2 separate regions of the Mus musculus genome follow, and region 2 is linked to region 1. The links are chromatin contacts, called in public HiChIP or PLAC-seq maps. All regions are on one chromosome and are shown on one strand. Each heading gives the region's core, a stretch centred on a gene start, on an enhancer-like site or on the middle of the called end of the contact. The rest is flanking DNA. Distances are from core to core; before and after follow the strand shown. Region 1 holds the start of Dgkh (diacylglycerol kinase, eta). Region 2 has its middle 43 kb from the start of Dgkh.

The links. HiChIP or PLAC-seq counts read pairs in DNA pulled down with a chosen protein or histone mark.
Region 2: an H3K4me3 HiChIP or PLAC-seq map of embryonic stem cells shows a contact between it and region 1, with 6 times the contacts expected there. The contact joins the enhancer-like site here to the promoter of Dgkh in region 1. A contact is called at or near these places in 3 of 484 Hi-C or Micro-C datasets (cerebral cortex, embryonic stem cells and nephron progenitors), 7 of 115 datasets of contacts at active chromatin or transcription factors (bone marrow-derived dendritic cells, bone marrow-derived macrophages, embryonic forebrain and 1 more) and 2 of 9 other capture datasets (bone marrow-derived macrophages and pancreatic islet).

The regions. Positions count from the first base shown.
Region 1 is chr14:78,731,414-78,734,113 of GRCm38.p6, forward strand. Dgkh (diacylglycerol kinase, eta) reads right to left here and starts at 1,316. Exons shown (of 30, transcript NM_001081336.2): 1 at 945-1,316. The coding sequence starts at 1,004.
Region 2 is chr14:78,774,467-78,777,166 of GRCm38.p6, forward strand. No RefSeq gene overlaps it. Among named protein-coding and RNA genes, the nearest start is that of Dgkh, 43 kb to the left of the region's middle. Within about 2 kb of position 1,370, at least 15 of the 459 cell types and tissues checked have an H3K27ac peak or open chromatin away from gene starts, as enhancers often do. A contact at or near this core is called in embryonic stem cells, where this site is marked.

The DNA of each region.
Region 1 (2,700 bases), core at 66-2,565:
GAAGCAAGCCTGGCACCTGACCTACAAGCTCTCAACAGGCAGAGGGCCCGCCTGAGCAGACTCAGGAAGTCCCTGGGAAAACATCATCAGAACAGCACCGCAGCAAGGATGAAGCCAGAAATTTTGGACCAGGCTTTTGAGACGGTTCACAACGTCAATCAAAAAGGACTAAGAAATACGTAGATAGGGTATGCAGAGCCAAAATTCATTGCCCACTCAAGATTACAAGGGTCTACGCAGGACGGGGATTCCTGGGAGGAATCCCTGAAGGGATGGATGGATAACAGACGGCTCAGTTTGAGGTGCAAGAAATAAGTTAAAGGAGTTTAGGGAATAAATCCAAAGACCTCGACTCTTCTCACACGCAACACTCTGAGCCCCTAAAGTGACTCAATCTACGCGTGGCGTGTGCTGTGAGATCCAGGCGAAAGCGAAGTTAGCCGGTGGCTGGATCCCGGTCCAGGTCCCCTGACCCTCGGAACTGTTCAGGGCAGCCGCGGCCACTCGAGTCGGAGGCGTGGCTCTGGGCTTCTGGCAGCCACCAGCCTCCACAGGCGGCGGTCCTTGGGAACCTGCGTGCCCAGGTGACTGCCAGGGCGCGGTCAAGAGGTGAGCCCCGTCTCCTCCCGGCGCCACCCGCTGACCGCGCAACCCCGTCGCCTCCACTCCCCGGGCCGCCGCGCCACACTCGGGAATGAAGTGCAAAGTTGGGAAAAGGATGAAGCGCGGAAACGGTCCTCTAAGGACCGTCGCCAGAGGCCGACCGGACAAAGGCGCTTCGGGCGGCGAGCAAGGAGGAGCCCGGGCGCCGGAGGAAGCGCTGCCCCGGCTGGGAAGCAGCTGGGGACCTCATCCCGGACCGCTTCCTGAACGGAACATGGGCCGGGAGGGGGAGGCAGGGAGCAAGGACAAGCGGGAGGGGTGGGCGCGGGCGCGGTACCCACCGGTTCCTCCCAGGCCGGGCTCTGGGCTCCAAGCACGGGGCGCACGTGCTGAGGCTCCATCGCGCCGGCCCGCGCCCGCTGGCCGCCGGGGCGCACGGACACCGGCCCCCGCTGCCGCTGCCGCTGCCGCCGCCGCTGCCGCCGCCGCTGCCTGCGCCTCCCTCGCTGGGATCGCTGTCGCTGCCGCCGCCGCTGCCTGCGCCTCCCTCGCTGGGATCGCTGTCGCTGCCGCCCTGGCTCCTGCCCGGGGCCAGCCACGGGCCCTCCCGCGTTCTCTGGCTTCCGCCGCGCTCGCCCGCCCCCGCGCCGGTCCCTTCCTCCGCCACCGCCTCCGCAGCCGCCTGAGTCCCGCTCCACGGCGCGGCGGCGAGCGCTCGGCTCCTCAAGCCGCCGCCGCCTCCCACGGCCGCAGAATCCGCCCCTCTCTCTCTCCTGTCTCCGCCTCCGACTCCCTCCCCTTTTCTCCCGCCGTCCGCCCCTCCCCCAGCGGCCCCTCCCGGCGGGCGGCCCGGGACGCACGTGACCCCCCTGCCAGGCCATATAAGGCGCGGAACCGAAAGCAGCCACCGGGTGGTCACGGGCACCGGGCAGTGGTGCGGCTAAAAGAGGCAACCGCGCCGCGGGGCCCGGATCGCCAGAAGAATCGGGGGATGTCGGGGATGAGTAGCTTGCGCCGGACGAGCGGAACCTGGCACCCTTTCCCCTTGGCATCCCTCGCCACGGGTGCCTGTAGCCCCCGACGGCCGCCTCGGGAGCTAAACCTGGAGCCAATTGCCCAGGACAGTACCTGGCTTCAACAGAGCGAGGCTGCGCTTCGCACCCCTGAGCCACTCCCAAGCACCTATTCCGGCAGCTGAGATGTCTGGCTGGGCTGTCTGGGGAGCCCTGCTTTTGTTCATTTTCTATGGCTGAAAGATTTCGTGGAAAGAAAACCAGCTAAGGAGCCGGTCTGTGGTCCGCTGTGAGCGCTCTGCTCAAATTAGGGACAGGGGCAGTTCCGAGAGAGAGCTCAAATGTCAACTGTCTCTCCTGCTGCTCTCCGGGAAAAAGAAAATGAAAATTGCAACAAGCAATTTTTTAAATCATCTTTCCTGAAATCATCTTTACTGGCAGTGAAGATGGTTTCCATCTAGTTGCAAACCGAGCAGTGACTGCATTTGCATGGGTCATTTCCTCTCTCGTGGACTTCAGACTCCTGCCAGCACCATCTTCTGGCCCTTAGTCTGGTAGACAGATGAATTCACACGTTTTGAAACCGAAAAATCAAAACACTACTTGATCCAGCATGCTCCCACGTCATACTAATTTCCGAGGCTAATATTCCGCTGAAGCTACACTCATAAAGGTCACCTAAGGATTGTGGAGAGAGCTAAGCCACTGGATGGTTTCCAGCCCTCACTTTCTATAACTTGACTGACTAAATTTGCATTCCTGAATCTCTCCTTTAAATGGGCCCTTGGACTGTTGGGTCTTCTTTGTTAGTGACTATGCTTTGTTCAGTGGCCTCCAACCTGCTGCCTAAATAGCCTGTCCTTCATTTACTTTGAATGAGGTTTAAGTGGGGTGAGTGAGCAGTCTGACCATGCTGCGTTTACCTCAGCCCTGGGATCACAGCTGAACACTGGGGCTCACTCAAAACCAGCCCTTCATTCCATCTAGGTGAGCATTCTACCTGCCGACTGAGCTATCCCAGACCGGAAGCGAACTTCTCTTTTTCAAGCATATTGTTACTTTTTTTTTTTTTGACTTTTCTTTT
Region 2 (2,700 bases), core at 120-2,619, 43 kb after region 1:
CGTCTCAATGCCTTCCTCCTTTATGCTAACCCGTGCAAAAACCTTCAAGTAAAACATTTTCCCCCAACCTGGATGGGATTAGCTTTAAAAAGGAGGGACCAAAAGGGATGACTGGTGTTCTTCAAATGTTTTTCAGCATTTCAGGTCTGCACGGCAGAACGTGTCCCCTCAGCCACTGCTCCCACAGTGTTTCCTCTTCCAGTGGTGAACGCAGACAACCCAGTTAAAATCGGGACCAGAAGGACAGTGTTTTCATCCCCACTCCTGCTGTTAGTATTGTTGTTCTTCTTATTGGCAGGACTGAAAAGAGGTTGTGATGGCTGTTGCTGCTGCTGCTGGTCAACTTGACTATGTCTGGAATTAACTAAAACCCAAGCATCTGGGCACACCTGTGAGAGAGTTTTCTTAATTAAATTCCTTGAAGCGAGAAGATTCTCCTTTAACCCAGATCATTTGTGTTGGGGATTCCCACCTTTACTCTGGGCCACACTTTCTGCTGGCAGCCTATATAAAAAGGACATGGAAGGAAAACTTTTGCTCTTTGCCTGTTTTCACTACCAAGTTCATTCCTTTGCTGGCATTAGTACCCACTTTTTAGGGGGGGGGACCCTGGCATATACTGAAGACCAGCGGAGACATCCAGCCTCGCGGATGGAACAATTACTGTTTTCTTGGACTTTCCATTGATGGACAGCCACTACATATGTATACTTGTTCTATCATTTCTGTTCCTGTAGAGAACCCTGACGAATACAAGGGTGGATGGAGATAAAAATCGTCGTTTGAGCAAGGTTCAGATAGCTAACTGGGGGAAATTAATTCTAAGATGATGGCCTAAGTGGAGCACACCATGGCACAGGGTGAGTCTGGGGGACTGGAGGACTGCAGGGAGTTGCTGAGGGCGGAGCTCCAAGAGCTTTTGGGTGTCCAGGTTGTTTACAATCCATCCGGAAAGCTAGGGAGGGGGAGGGGCTATGCAAATATTTAATTTAAATCGTCACTATGCTGCTGAGACTGAGTGTGGAACCTTGGTAGGAAACAGAACACAAAGGATTGTGGAGACACCTGGGACTTCTAAACTGCCCTGGGTGGCTTGTTCCCTCTTTTAAAAGGCAGGCTTAGTGTTAAGTATAATTTAATCTCGCCAAATAAAAAATGTCAGGTTGGTGGCAGGTAGGTGATTAGCCCATAGTTTATTTTACCCTTCCAGTGTTCATGAAATGACTACTTTCTGCTGATAATTACAAAAAGTACAGGCAGGAAACAGGCAAGGTAGCAGGTAAGGCCGAGTGGATTAGGAGGGCGAAGGGAACAGTGGAGGGATGGGCTGGCCACAGGGGGTCTGGGTTTAGCAAGGAAGCAGGTGTGGGTGGTGAACCAAAGCAGAGTTGCTGCCTGTACACTCGGGTTGCCGAAGTCCATTCACTCTTAGCTCACTGTAACCATGCTCTGCGAGCAGTGGCCTCCCGAGCTCCGCCATGCTGCTTCCGGCAGCAGGATGGGCTCCTAGCACGCTGCGGTCAACGTTTGAGGTTTGCAGGAGCCTAGGACGCTGGCGTGGGTGGGAGGATCCCTCACAAAGAATGCAAGGCTGAACCAAACCCTTAGAAGGGGTAGAACGGAAAGAGATGTTTCCCTTTATCCTTCAGGAATGCCACAGGCATAACCGACTTTCATCTCCTCAAATACTTGAAGATATAAACAGAATTAGGTTTTCTCCAGGTCTGTGACTTGCAGATGGTAACCTTCTCCTGGTTCCACAAGGCCTTTCCTCTCTGAGTGTGCTTCTTTGTATGTCTAAATCTCCTGTATGCGTTGGGCTAGCCAACATACTGAACTAAGCCCCAGCCTTCACACCCCATTCTGACATACTCTTCCTCTTTAAAGGACCCCCGTCTCCAAACACAGTCACATTATGAAATATTTAGAGGTTGGGTCTTCAACATACAAATTTTGGGGGTATGTAGCCCTATAGAGCAATGATTCCACATGTCTTTAATATATACAAATGCACACAACAGGAAATAAATCGGTATTTCAGGGGACAAGAGAGAAGGCAATAGAAATGAAATTTCAGTGAACAGGATACATTGTAAAGGAGGGGAAATGCTTAACTAGTAAGCTGAAGAAAGGCATTTCCCAAAAGAGTTAAACGGTTGTCAAATCATTTCAAGCCAATGGTAAGCTGGATTAATTGTCAAATACTTCAGCGAGACTAGTGGGGGAGTTAACTGCAGTTATTATCTCAAAAAGAACACATTTCTTTGAAATGCATTATGCTTCAGAAGTGCAGAAAAGGTTTCCTAGGAGAGACCCTTTTGTGTGGCGATGCAAATTGAGCTGAGAGTGTTAGGCGTCATTTCTGGGTGACATCTGTGGGTGAAGTCAGAAAAAGCCGGAGGCTACCTGCGGTGGAGGCAAGTGTTCTTCCACGGGAGGAGTTGAGGCAGCGTCTAAAGACAGAGCTCACGGAGTTCAGGAAAACAGAGGCAATAGGTTTAGAGTCCTGCAGGCTCCCTGCTGTTCATAGCTCACAGATCCAAATATAGCTGGCTCTTAAGTTTTTAAAACATTCAATTTGTGTGAAAATCCTTCTCTAGAGATAGCCGGAGCCTCAGTGAAATTGACTGGGAACGGTCCATCAGCCACTACCCAGATCTCTTTCAAAGGGAGCCATTTGCAGCTAGGATCCCTGGCTAG